Linked DNA regions of Capsicum annuum: region 1 is linked to region 2. The links are chromatin contacts, called in public Hi-C maps. All regions are on one chromosome and are shown on one strand. The core of a region is the stretch at or near the end of the contact, and the rest is flanking DNA. Distances in the headings are between cores, read along the strand shown. Region 1 has its middle 6.3 kb from the start of LOC107847728. Region 2 holds the start of LOC107847799 (xyloglucan endotransglucosylase/hydrolase protein 31).

What was found. Hi-C and Micro-C count contacts between places; a contact is called where the count stands out from the background.
Region 1: a contact with region 2 is called in a Hi-C map of leaf, with 2.4 times the contacts expected there. The contact joins the enhancer-like site here to the promoter of LOC107847799 in region 2. A contact is called at or near these places in 4 of 5 Hi-C or Micro-C datasets (bud, leaf and placenta).

Annotation. Positions count from the first base shown.
Region 1 is chr11:232,552,024-232,559,548 of UCD10Xv1.1, forward strand. No RefSeq gene overlaps it. Among protein-coding and RNA genes, the nearest start is that of LOC107847728, 6.3 kb to the right of the region's middle. Within about 2 kb of position 3,933, at least 2 of the 5 cell types and tissues checked have an H3K27ac peak or open chromatin away from gene starts, as enhancers often do. A contact at or near this core is called in leaf, where this site is marked.
Region 2 is chr11:232,514,219-232,522,138 of UCD10Xv1.1, forward strand. LOC107847799 (xyloglucan endotransglucosylase/hydrolase protein 31) reads right to left here and starts at 5,397. Exons shown (of 4, transcript XM_016692295.2): 1 at 4,978-5,397; 2 at 4,042-4,145; 3 at 3,725-3,942; 4 at 2,241-2,933. The coding sequence starts at 5,179. The coding sequence ends at 2,567.

The DNA of each region.
Region 1 (7,525 bases), core at 2,683-5,182, 36 kb after region 2:
AATGTTGCCGCGCCCGTTTCAGATTCTCCAAAAATCCAAAAATGGATTACTTTTGGAGGATTCAACACAAGCGGCACTTTTGAAGAGTCCGAACAACATAGACTTATAGGACTTCGTAAGCTTCTGGCTTTCGAAGAGTCTTTCTCTATGGACTCCTGTTCTAAGTGATTATAGAGTGCTTGTCATCTTTGAATTTGTAGAAACCTGTTGTGTCTTTATTCATACATGCTGTTTAAATTCAAAAAGATTGTCACAAGCTCTCTGGAGCAAGAGCTCACGGATTCAAGCCACGGAAACAGCTTCTTGCATAAATGCAGGGTAAGGTTGCATACAATAGATCCTTGTGGTCTGGTCCTTCCCCGGACCACCTGCATAGCGGAAGCTTTAGTGCAGCGGGCTGCCCTTTTTTTTATCTTATACAAGCTCTCCCCTTAATCAATTTAGTTAAGTTAGTATTTGTATCAGTAGTGTAGAAATATGCAAATGTGGCTGTATCTTATCTAGTGCTGCTTTGTAAATGATGTTTTTGGTTTAGCATATGCTGCTGCTGCTGTTATAATAATCAGTGACCTATGTGGCTATGTTGTTCGGACTCTTCAAAAATGTCGCGGAGTGTGTGTCACTTCAAAAGTGGTGTATCTTTTGAGGATCTAACACGGATGCGGCAACATGTTTGGAGAGTCCGAGCAAACATAGATAAACACCAGTTCAACACTATCAACAGCACCACTTACACTCCATATATATATATATATATATATATAATACGATATGTCTAACCAACTCAATAGACAATAGTATTAGTCAATCCCAAAGAATCTCTTGGACCTTGGTAATATATTCGTAAAAAGCAATAAAAGTAATACTAAATAGGGTTTCTATTAAATATACTCTTTGAAGTTTAAACGTACATTTGAACATTTCCTACTTTAATATGGTATTACCAAAAGTCGTACCGAAGTTTAATTTAGCGATTACTGAATTACCGAACCGATGTTTATAAGTATGGTATGTGGTATCTACTTTCAAATATCGATTACCGAATTACCAAACCTGAAATTTGAAAATATCGAATTGAATACCGAACGCTCACTCCATATAATGCTGTTGTGTGAGGGCTTGCTGCAAGGGGTGTCACAGGTTTAAAAAATGAAAAATAACATACACATACACCTTAACTTACCATATTAATACAAATACCCACCCTTACCAAGTAACTACAAAAATTTCAACTAATTATATCTTCGTTGGATTTATTGGAAGCTAATTGTATATCACGATAGACCCAAAGTCGGAAAAATATAGCGAGGGTTAATTATGTATCTTTAAAAAGGAAAAAATATATCTCCGTTGGACAAAGGAAAAAATGTATCTTTGTTGGATGTATCAGGAGCTAATTATGTATCTTGAAAGAACAAAATTGAAAATTTCAATAATTATACAAAATATCAAAATTTTTTGTAATTAAACTCCAAACTATCGGAATTTATGTCATTTGCCCTTAACAAAAAAGGGAATTTCCATGCACATATTTGGGTTGTCCTTTGTTCCATGGGTTACTTGTTTGTTTGCACCCAAAGACGTGGTTTAGTGGTCGATCAATGAGAACTATGAGGTGTCACGATAAAATTTCAGCTGAGGCAAAAACAACATCTCAGTGTAATCCCACCAGGTGGGATTTTGGTTGGTCGAGTGTATGCAAATTTTACGTTCTATCTCGTGGAGGAGGTAGAGAAGCTGTTTTCGAAAACACTGAAAACAACATCATCCAGTGTAATCCCACAAGGTTGGGATCTGGGTCGATAGGGTGTATGCAAATCTTACCTTCTATATCGTAGAGGTATAGAGGCTGGTTTAGGTCGGCAGGGTGTATGCAAACCTTACCTTCTATCTCGTAGAGGTAGAGAGGTTGTTTTCGAAAACACTGAAACAACATCATCCCAATGTAATCCCACAAGGAGGTGGTGTTTGTGACTGTAGGGTGTATGCAAATCTTACCTTCTATCTCGTGGAGGTAGAGAGGTTGTTTTCGAAAACACTGAAAACAACATCATCCCAATGTAATCCCACAAGGAGGTGGTGTTTGGGTCTGTAGGGTGTATGCAAATCTTACTTTCTATCTCGTGGAGGTAGAGATGTTGTTTTCGAAAACACTGAAAACAACATTATCCTAGTGCAATCCCACAAGGTTGGGGTTTGGATCAATAGAGTGTATGCTAATCTTACCTTCTATATTGTGGAGGCAGAGAGACTGGTTTAGTCGGCAGGGTGTATGCAAACCCTACCTTCTATCTCGTGGGGGTAGAGAGGTTGTTTTCGAAAACACTAAAAACAACATCATCCCAGTGTAATCCCACAAGTGGTGTCTGGTCTGGTCTGGGTCGGTAGGGTGCATATGCAAACCTTACCTTCCATCTCGTGGAGGTAGAGAGACTAATTTCAAAAACGCTGAACAATATCATCCTAGTGTAATCCCACAAGGTGGGGTCCGAGTTGTTAGGGTGTATGCAAAGCTTACCTTCTATCTCGTGGAGGTAGAGAGGCTGGTCCCGCCCGGTAGGGTGTTTGCAAACCTTATCTTCTATCTCGTGGAGGTAGAGAGGCTGTTTTCAAAAACACTGAAAAACAACATCATCCTAGTGTAATCCCACCCACAAGGTGGGGTCTGGGTCGGTAGGCTGTATGCAAATCTTACCTTCTATCTCATGGAGGTAGAGAGGCTAGTCCGGGCCGGTAGGGTGTTTGCAAACCTTACCTTCTATCTCGTGGAGGTAGAGAGACTGTTTTCGAAAACACTGAAACAAACATCATCCCAGTGTAATCCCACAAGGTGGAGTCTGGGTTGATAGGGTGTATGCAAACATTACCTTCTATCTCGTGCACGTAGAAAGACTGTTTTCGAAACACTTTTGAGTACTTTATTGCATTCGTGATGATTTGATGGATAAATTAAAATTATTTTAGATTAAACTTTACTAGGTGATTTGAATTCACACGTATCCTTGTGTTATGGACATTAAATTATTTATGTTTACTAGTGGAATTATGAAAATTAGCCTAACACATTTTTGGTCCATGATTAATTAATATATTTGGTGGTTCAATAGTTGTAAGCAACTGAAAAACATTATCTCACAAAGTCAAATACATTACACACCACTAATTAAATTATTTTTGGACAGCCATAATTTGTCTTGAAACCTTAGGATAATGCACTATCTTTGGTATATAATAACTCGTAAATCACACAGAAAATATAAAACATATTAAATAAATTCGATATGACAAACTCAATTGAAAAGGAGTACATTGGCAGGAAAATCGATCCTTATTAGCCTTTAAATCTTATTATTTTAATCTTACGTTTCATGAATTTATAATTTATTAGTCTTAAAATTTAAATTTTGATTCCGCCTTTAAATTTATTTATAGTTGACCTATATATATAAATTCATGCATGCACATGCTAGATTTCCACTAATTACTGCTCCACTATCATAATATCAACCCCCTCCCCCAATCCCATGCCACCCCAGGGGCGGACCTAAGTTCAAGTACGTGTTAAACTCGATACAGAATAGTATAATTATATAGAAAAATGTATAAAAATTGATATAAGACGAAAAAAAGCATGCTCGAAATAAAAAAGATAGTTGGGTACTTTGATTTTCATGCGGAATTTTAAAACTTTGAATGTCAATACGTGTGCCCCAACCTCCTGAAACACCCATGATGCCTAAATTTTGGGTCCGCCACTGCCCCACTCCGACCCTCAAACATATGATAATATGAAAGAAAACTATATGTTAAATTTTTCTTTTTGTAGGATTTATTTATAGTTGGCAGAATAGATACAACAATAACATACTCAGTAAAATCTCATAAGTAGAATCTGGAGAGAGTAGATCGAGCGTACACAAATCATATTACTATCTCGTAGAAGTAGAAACGTTACGTTGTTTTTGATAGACCCTCGATTCAAGTTCAGTATATCCAAGCACAAAGAATTAAGAAACAACAAATACAAAAAAGACAATAAAAATAACAATAAAATAATGCGATAATAAAAATATCGTAAACAATGAAATTGGCAGAGTAGATATTTTCCAATTGTATTTGGAATTTGGCAATATGAATTTATTAAAAAATAAGAAACAATTTTAGAAAATAATAAGGTGGGGCATCCAATAATCAACTTAAGACAACATAACATTCCATGTGCTCAAACATACATACAAAAAAAATATTCCAAATTCGAATTAGTATAAAACATAACTTAACAAAGTAATAAAAACAAATATTGTTAGGTGACTGGTTCAAGTCGTGATCAAATTTTTATGACAAATAAATATTTTTAAATAATAAATAGCAACAAAAAATACTTTTTAAAAAGTTGAAAATAATATATTTTTCAATAAACACTTTTAGAATTTTGATTACGCATCAATATATTGAAAAGAAACATATTTCCAAGTACTAAGCAAATTTTGAAATTTAGCTAAATAAGATATATAGGTTTGATATTTACCTGGAGAAAAATAGAAAATTCGATTTATTATTATTATTGAGTTTATTATTAGACGAATTTCTCAATCATTAGAACCAAAAAACAAGTATTGATAAATCAGTCAAGGGATATTTTATATTTTATATAGAAAAAAACAAAAATCTTTGGGTTTTCCTTCTTGAGATCATTGTAGGCTTCATCAAAATAATAATAAAAAAAAGATATAATGTTTATTTTTTTCTTAATTTCTTTCTTTCTTTCTTTCTTTTTTTTTGGATGGACCACGTTGACGTTTCAAAGAATATTGATTGTAGGGGTAAAGTAGATTTTTTGTAATTAATTAATTTTATCTTGATTTAGTAAGTAGATAAATAATCTGATATATATATATGACAAAATGATCAACTTCGTTTGATTGGGAAAAAAGTTATTCCAGGATCAGTTATCTCACTCTCAGATGGAATAAAAATAACACTATAATTTTGAGAGAATTAATTTCAAGAAAAATTATCTCATACATTATATACTAATAAATTATGAAATAAGTTCGTTCTAAAATTAATTAGTGATGATATCTTGTCCCAAAGACACGTTAATGCATTAGACAAATTAAAGATCAAAGAATCAAAAAAAGAAAATTATCATTTACGTCATATGAAACCAAAATTTCTAATCTCAAGTCAAGCACCATGTGATATTAATAACTATATATAGTTATAATATTATTTTATTAGTATTTAAAATATTATTATAATTTTAAAAAGCATATAATATGGTTCTTTACCTACTTTAAATTAGTGGAGACTCTAATTAAGAAGTGATCATACAAAGCTAACAAGTTGAAATTTGGATAAGAATGTTGATAAATAACATATTAGAAAAAAAAATTAAAAATATTTTTTTTTATTTAAATTGTAAGTGATCACGAGATATTATTTTCCGGTAATAAAAAATAGACAAACAATATTTTTCTTAGGTTTTCCATTCGGTGTTCGGTATCCGCATTGGAGCCTGACTAATCTGGATTGGCGCCGGGTAAGGCTCCATTCGGGGGTAGCGCTCCCAACAAAGTTTTTTCCATGCCCAGGATCGAACCCTCGATCTCTGGTTAAAGTGGAGAAGCCCCATCCGCTGCACCACAACCCATGTTGGTAGACAGGCAATATATTAGTTAGGGAAGGTCAAGTCAATTTTCCCCATCTTATAAGTGTTCATAATTGACAATCCTACCTAGAGAAATAAAGAAAATAAATAAAAGGGACATCTAAATGACAAAGTTAAAATAATTTATTATTACCTCATTTATAGAATAATCCGTCAAATTACAAAATTCATCGTTAAATAACTTTAATAAACAAGATTTTTTAATAATTCGTTCGTTAAATAAGATTAGCAATAATTTTCTTTTAATTTAGAGACAAAAGATATTTATTCACTAAATTCTTTTCTATTATAGTACTATTAGTTTTTCATCCGATGTCTATTACCACTTTAAAGTCAGATTAATTTATCTTTACGTCAGAAAATTTTCTTTGACAATAACAAATTGAGATTATGAGATTTTCTATGTGAATATGAATTAGTCAGGTTTTAAAGTAGGACTGTTAGACACAAATTTAGATTAGTTAAACCCAAAATAATATAAATTTTCAGTATGAATTCATATTAGTCGAGTCCTAAAGTGAATTTTCGTCTAAATAAATTGAGGCTTTATGTATATTTCAAATAATAAAGCCTCAAAGCAGATATTAAATACAATGAACGAAAATAAAATATAATTGAAAGAGTTATGCACTTTTACTTTCATTTATTTTTTCGGAAGAATATTGAAAATTGATTGATGGCTATGTTTAACACTAGATACTGTAGCTCGTGGCAGCACGGGCCCAACATATGTTATTTACGTTATCTCAATTTATATAGCACAAATAACAGTTGGAGTGTCAATCAAATTTTTATTACTAAATTTTTTTAAATAATTTAAGTTGTTAATCATTGTGATTTATAGTAATTACTATCTTTTATGTAATATAGTAATTTATATTACTCGCTTTGTCCCAATTTTAGAATTTAGTGAGTCAGTCAAATTTTTTTTACTAATATATTTTTAAAAATATTTTAAGTTGTTAATTTTTGTGATTTTAGTATCTTTTAATGTAATTTCAAATCATTTATGTTACTTGCTTTATCGCAACTTATGTGACACTATTAAAGTTTCAAAAGTCAATCATATTTTTTACTATATGTTTTAAAAATATTATAAGATGTTAATAGTTATGAGTTATAATTATTTTTTTGCATAATTTTTAATTATATAATATTTTACCAAAATAAAGTAAATAAATTAAAATAAACAAAGTACTAAATTTTTAAAACAAGTTAAATTCAAAAACATTATTTGGATCAACAAATTAATAAATTAAAACAATAAAACATGCAAATTATAAAATGTCAAAACTATCCCAAATTTACGTGACACAAATATAATTTAGATAATCAATTATATTCTTAATATGTTTTTAAATATTTTAAATTGTTAGCTATTGTAATTTATAATATTTTTTATGTAATTTTTAAATAATATATGTTACGCTCCTTATCCAAATTTTTGTGGCATTGATTTTCAATTATATTCTTAAAATAATTTAAGTTTTAATTATTATGATTTATAATACTTTTTCTTCTATTCCAATTTAAGTAGCACTGAAATAAATTCGAGAGTCAACCAAATTTTATGATTGAAGCAGCGAAGTGGATATGTCCTGAATGACTTATAATACCTAATTAGAAGTGACATAACAAAATTACTATGAGAAAATATTTGTAATTTTTTTTTAAAATGAGTCTCATATAAGATGTCATGTTAATTTAAAACATCAAGAATTAATTTATCATTTTATGTCAATTTTATTTATATTAAATATTATTAAATTTTTAATACCTAAATGACTTATAATAATTAATTAGGGGTGATATAATAAAATTACGGTTGAAGTAGCTGAAGTAGACATGTCATAA
Region 2 (7,920 bases), core at 4,147-6,646:
CATTATATGTTTTGTAGGCCCAGATTATATATATTCATTTTATATTTAGTAGGCACAAAATAGCTTGTATTTTATGTTTAGTGGGCGCAAATTAATTTATATTATATGTTTCATAGGTCCAAATTGTTTATCTTTTTCTATGTCAAGTAGGTACGATTATCTTCATTTTACGTTTAGTAGGCGCAAATTAACTTATATCTTATATTTAGTAGGCTCAAAATAGCTTCTAGTTTATATGCTTAGCAGATATGCTAATTAGCTTTATTTTATGTTTAGTGAGCATAAATTAGCCTAATTAATAGCAAAATAATGTCAAATATTAGAAAATCTTAAATTAGCTATATTTTCATAATCAATTTTATTGTTCAACTTTTTTGTCAGAGGTTTGAGTCGTGGAAACGATCATTAATACCTACATTAGGGTTCAAAAACAACAACGACAACAACATATCCCATATATTCTCACAAAGTGGGGGTCTGAACAAGATAAAATGTACGCAAATCGTACCACTTGGGGTCTAGAGAGGGTAAAGTGTATGCAAATCGTACCACTATCTCAGAGGTAAGGTGGCGAAGCTGCTTTCAAAAGACCTCCGACTTAAGCCAAAAACATTCTAGGGAAGGATCTAAATACTTGCATTGGGGTAGACTAACTATAATATACCTTTTGGATGCAGTCCTTCTCGAGACTCTACGTGAACGCGAGATGTTTTGTGCACCGAATCGACCTTTTAATTAGCTTATATGATTAAACACTTGCATTAGGATACACTGTCTATAATACACCCGAGATCCGAAAGAAAGGTATGGAGTTTCTCCAACGAATGCTCCCACGTGGCGGTATGCATAGAATCTCGAGGGCCCAAGCTCCCCGTCCCAGTCAGTCCCCCGTTGGATCAAGGACCGTCATGATCCTCAAAATCTCGACCTTGACCTCGAATAGGTCTTCGGGTGCAGTCCTTCTCGAGACTCTACACGAACGCGAGATACTCTGTGCATCGAGCTACCATTTTAGTCCATTTATATGATTAAAACAATCATGGCCCTCAAGTGACAAAAAGTACAAATATGGTACACTTGCACTAAGCAATAAGCATATGAAAGTGATGGGCCTTTGTCAAGTCCATATTATATCATTGGGCCCAAAACTTTCCTATTTGTCAAAGTGTACACTTTTGATTTGTTTCAATAAAGTTTAAAAAGTACACTTTCAAAGAATGGTTGGTCTCTTTATATACTAGCACTAGCAACAGAAATACACTATTCACAATCTTTAGCTTTGGATTTTATTTTATCAAATGGTCATTTTCGCAATTTTAGTGGCTACACGTTGCTATATCTTCTTTAGCATTAGCACAAACATACACTAAATGCAAGACCCCACCTCACCTAGCATTATTGCATTATTCTAAAGTCTAATTTAATTTAATTTGAGCAGAATAGAGACGAATTCAAAATTTAAAGTTTGCTGTTCAAAATCAATATTATGTATATGAGTAAAAAAAAATTAAATTTTTTAAGAGTATGACCATGTAAGGGGTTATGTTCGAGCTTAAAAATGACGAACGTTGACATGGAATACGTTTGCTGGTAAAATCCACTAGTAGTCATTTTTAATTTCTGTAATTGAAAAATACATGTTACCACACAATTTCAAAATCCATAACGGTAACTCTATGGTAACGTACTGAACTTCCACTTATGTAAACTTGGAACTCCGAAATGATGGCTATATTTTAAAGACAAAAAGAAAAGTGATTGATAAATGATATTGTTACGCGTTTCATCCCGTAGTAAGTTGATTCAATTTAAATTAGTCGAACCAGTAAAAATTAGGAAGTTTTTTCTAAGAGTACCCAATCATTGAATTAACCATGACCATGTTGGTGGCATAAGCAATAGTATTGAACAAGTTCTGTGGCTAATAATTAAATAGGGGGCCATGGAATGTCAGGACACTAACTTCAATTTAAAACCTAAGCACACCTAAGGCCTCTCTTAATTGTTTGTTATAACTTATGTGACGATATTTAACTGAATACGAAAGTTAAAAAATGATAGTATATTTTTAATTAGAATATGCTATATAGGTGTAAGAGCGAAAAACATTCTTTCACTTTAGAAAACAATTGTCATTTCAAAAATTCTTGATGAATGTGAAAGGATCTAAAACAACAGTTAAAATAGAATGAAATAGTATACATGAAATTGGCGAAGATAAAATCACTCGAGAGTTTTGATTTTTGGCGATATAATATTTTCTTTTTCTTTAACAATTATAAATAAAGAAACAAATACACACTTTGATCAAAGATAAATTACAATTGAAATGCAGTTCTAGCGAAAATAGACCAAGATCAACTTCATTTTTTTCTTGACACTTTTTTCCACTTAAGTAAAACACTTTAATACACTTAATATATAAATTTCAAGAAATAAAAGTAAAAAAAAAAAAAACACCTTGGACGCTTCAACTACTTTTTGCAACTACTAATGGCAAATGGGACCATCACAAGGCTACTTTTATTTTTTCACGCCGATTTGAGTTCAATTTAATTACGAACGTTCAGCACTCAGGTGTGTGAGTATGATCTCTCCTGGGATCCCGACAGTAATCATACACCTTATAGTTCCTCTGCACCCACAACATAGCCTCTATCTGCTGACGACTCAGCCCACCACCCCCTGAGGGGGAGCTAGAAGGGGCACGGCGACACGAGGGGCTCTCATTCGCCTCACAACCTTCGAGCTTGAAGTTATTACTATACTTTCCAACGAACGGTTGATATCGATAATCAGCTTTAATTCTTCCTTCCTCTGTTGCCCAAGATGATGCATCCCAAATTGAACCATATACATACATAGGTCTTTGTGGAAATGTTGCATCATTTTTTTTAAGGTATCTTCTAATTGGGATATCATCAACAAAAAATCTACAAAAAAAATTATATTCAAATAATAAAAACATTAGGAAAGATACATTAGAGAAAAAAACAAAAATAAAAGTAGTAGTAGTAGTAGTTGTTGGTTTTTTTTTTGGGGGGCATGGGGTCATGTTGGTTACATTAATAAATGATGATAATGCTTTTTGACAAAAATAGCAACCATATAGAATTATATATATCTTGACCCCATGTTGTGACATTTTTTAATTTATATGTAAAGTTTAATAATATGATAATTTAAAAGATTTTACACGATCAGATCATTTATAAGTAACTATATAGAATTATACCTTGACCTCATGGTATGACATTTTTTAATTTATATGTAGAGTTTAACAACACGACAATACAGAAATTTTTTACAATATCAGATTATAAATAATTTCTATAACAAACATAAATTGGTGCAACTTATTAAATAGTAAGCGATCGATCTTTTATAGTACTAGAATATCTTTTACACTCAATTTATATATTTGTAAACATAAATAAACACAAATTTTAAAAAATAGTTAATCATTGAAATATATATAAAATCGAAGACACTATTATGAAATTTAGTTTTTTCTTATTATGAAATTATTAAAATATCCTGAAAATTTTCACTTTTTTAAAGTTTGAAATCCACAATACCACCACAGTGTTTTAGCATGAAAAAAAATGATTACTTTTCAACTTTATATTATAATATTTGCATGGATGATGTTGACTTAAAGTTGATAAAACATTATGATAAAGAAATATGAAAAAGACTAAAATAAATTTAAAAAAATACTAACATGATCTCATTGGGGTCCCAAAGAATAGCATAATTATGAAAATCTTTAGTTGGATCAAACCAAAGATGAAATTTCATTTCTCTTCCAATAATATTTCCATCTCCACTTCCTCTTATATATACATTTGTTTGTAAAATATAAGGCTTGTTTGGTGTTGTTCCAAGAAATTCAATATCAATTTCATCATGGTTCCCTGGATAATCTTGATTATTTGAAAGCTACAAAAAAAAAATATAAATCAATAAAACTAAAATAGTTATTTTTTGGGGGGTATAATAAATTAAATTAAATTATAATTAAATAAATAAAATACTCACATAAAAAGAAGTAATAATTCCAGCAGTGTAACCAGGTTGTAGTTTCATATAAGTGCCAAAATAACCAGAACGATAATTTTTCAGAGATTTAAAACCACTTCCACCTGCATTATATTCAAATAATACATACACACAAAAAAAAAAAAATACCAAGAAAAATAAAAAATATGAGATCTTATTCAAATAAAAACAAATGTGTAATAAAGAAAAAGTGAAAATGTAATTAGTCGGGGTGTGACAGTACAGGTTGATACTGACACCATCGTTATTATAAGCAAAAAGTGTCTATAGTCGCATTAATTGATACCAAGAGTACTAGGGCTAGAGAGAAAGCTACATGTTCATCAAAACAACAGGACGTATTAACTTTCAGTAAGAATTTCATTTAATATGCACACAAATTTCATTCAAAACCCCAAAAAGCTATCTCCTTTTTAGAATTCATAATCTGTAAATGTATTAGTCGAGGTGTGACACAGGTTGATATGTACACCGTCGTCATTATAAGAAAAACGTGCCTATAATAGCATTTATGAATAACTAGAGCGGGGCTAGAGAGAAAGCTACACGTTCATCAGAACTATCAAAACGTATTAACTTCAGTCAAAAGCCCGTATTTGTGTAAGAATTTCATTTAATAGGCATAAAAAATTTCATCCAAACCCTTAAAGTTCTTATTTTAAGAATTCAGAATCTGTAAACTAAAAATTCTCTCCACCCCCCCCCCCCCCCCCCACCCCCCGCCTCAATTAATACCATAATACGTTATCACATTTTAAACTACACCGATATAGTATAATGTCAATGCATACACATTCATTCCTTCACGAAATCTAAAACTACATACGATTTGAATTGACAGTAGCCCAAAGACCAACTGACAAACTGAGAGGCATTAAACGTAACTCTAAAAGAAAGAAGAAAGACGGGTGAAACCTGAATTTTTGTCAAGCCAAATAGTTAAGGTACTTTGGTCTAAAGATTGATGTTGAGGACCCCAAAGGTTCCTAAAACCTTGGTTAAATTTTAAAGATTGTACCCTAGAACTAGGGTAATAACCAGGTGAAGGGGGGCCTTGAGCATTGTTTAATCTTGAATTAAACAAGAAAAATAAAAATAAATAAAGAAGAAAAGCCATATAATGAATGTTTGGTTGAATGAGTAATGTGATAATTGTAGTAGAATTGTTGTTGTAGAATTGAAGTGAGAAGAACAAATAGAGAGGGGTATATATATAAAGAGTTTATTATATGAGGTCCTACTCAGTGGCGGAGTCAGGATTTTCACTGAGAGGATTCAAAAATATATATACGAACTAATCGAAGATGGTTTAACATCTACTATATATGCATAAAAATAATATAAAAACATTATAATTTTTCGTCAAAAGGGGCTCAGATAAACCCCCAAAGTAAAGATGATTCCGCCACTGGTCCTACTTATAAAGAAATTGAACTAATAAGAAGGTTGATGGGACTTGTACAAAATGACAAATAATATCAAGAAAAAAAGTTTTGTTGTTATGAATAATATTGATTAATATAATATAATATGCATTAAATCAAGCCATTGTGAATAAATTGCTAAAGCTTATATTATAACATCTAGTGATTTAGTGAAAAATTATCATAAAATAATAAGTGTGAATTTAATTTTCACTATTCATTGTTTTTATGTGACTTATAAGTGATTACTAATTTGAATAAGGAAATGTAATATAAACATACACTTTAAGTTATCATATTTACACGTACAAATTCCTATCCTTGCAACATAATTATAAAAATTTCAACTAATTATTTATCTTTGTTGGATATATCAGAGAGTTAATTATGTATCTCGACAGACCCAAAATCGAAAAAAATACATCGTAAGTTAATTATGTATCTTTACAAGGAAAAAAATATATTTTTGTTGGATGTATTATGTATCTCGACAAACTCAAAATCAGAAAAAATATATTGCAAGCTAATTATCTATTATTGTAAAAGAAAAAAAATGTATCTTCGTTGGATATATCAGGTACTAATTATGTATCTCGATAGACTCAAAATCGAACTTTTCAATAAATTATGCAAAATATTAAATTTTTTTGTAATCTTAGAGCAATAATAAAATTATCTCGTTATCACTTATAGACTATAACTCGATCGAGTCACAAAATCAATTACACTTTTAAAGATATAATTTCTTTCACAAATCATATATGAATTCGAGATATTTTGTGCACTAGGGTATCTTGATATATCCTCCAATATAATACCAAAAATATTTTTAAAAAGGTGATATGTTCATTAGTATGTATCTTTTTTTTTTTTTTTTTGCCTCTTTTTTATCAACAAAATTTAGTTGGTTAGGATTTTAGATATGGAAAGCTTAAAAACAAATTATGAAGATAAAGGAAGAAATGTCATAAGTGGAATTTTCGTTCTTCTTTTTTTTTTTCTTTTTTTTTTTTCCTTTTCAAGCACTTATCGTTATTATTATTATTATTTCCTTTATGGAGTATGTTCTCAAGAACATATTTACGCAATTTCTTTTTTAAGAAAAAATTATAGTGATAGGTAATTTTATTAATTAATTTGGCGAAATGGAATTGACGTGTATTAAGTTGGCTCAGATTAATAAATTTATGATCGTAGTAGGGTGGTGGAGAATATTTTTTTTTATTTTTTCATGTTCGATATTTATTTTTAAATAAATGACTTCTTTAATGAAAATACAGAAAATAAATCCTACGAGTGATATTTCATATTAATTGTGTGATCGTCATCCTCATTCTTCCACACACCTCATCTTTATTCCACGTCCATGAACCCCCCCACCCCACCCACCCACGCACCCACGCCCCTCCCCCCGTTCCGCCCTTATATATATGTCTAAAGAAAATTTATTTATTTATCCTAAAAAAAACATTTTTCTTCGTACCGAACATACTCTGTATATATCTTTTGTTTTTCTTTCGTTTCGTTTTCTTCAACTGCCATTTCTTAAAGTGACAAATTTTAATATCAACAATCAAAGTAAAGAGAATTTCAATATAACTTTATATATTTCCAAATTAATTAAACATCAAACTCAAAGTTTAATAATTACAAATTGGAGTTTGACATCATTTTGTACATATCCATTTGGTTTATCATCTATTCATCATATCCTTTTTTTTTTCTTCAAAATGATATGATATATATTTTTGGGTGTATCTTCTATCTCTATTTTATTTTATCATAATGTCAATGAATAATTGGTTATTAATGAAGTAGTTGTATAATGCTACATAATTACAATTTCTTTACTCATTTATTTGATATTCTTTTAGAAACCATTATTATTATTTTTAAGAAATAAGAATTTTTATTGATAAATAATATGGATACCCGTAATTCGAGGGCTATTAGTAGTGAATTTTTAGAAAATAAAAAAAAATTAAATTTGATCTCAATGAAAGGGGATTTTGTGGAACTTCTGTATTTGATTATCAAAAAAATAGAATCATGATCTCTTTATGAATATTTCATGAGTTTATGAAATTTTTAAGACACTTTAGGAGGATAATGAATAACACTTTCGAGATAAGATACATAATTATTTTACTCCATGTTTAATTGAACTCTTAATTTCAAATTAAAAATTTCATGTTAATTATTTATACCATCACTTCGATATTATAAAATCTACATCGTCAATAAGACTGAAATGTAATTAAATAAATAAAGATATACAATTGGAATTTCATAAAATTCTCTTGCTCACATATTTTCATATCCTGGTTGACCTATATTTCAGAATTTGATTATTCTAAAAAATGCATTCCTTAGAAGTGCTTTTCGAAAAAATATTTTTTTTTACAAAATAACAGTTTGTATATGACTAAGAGAA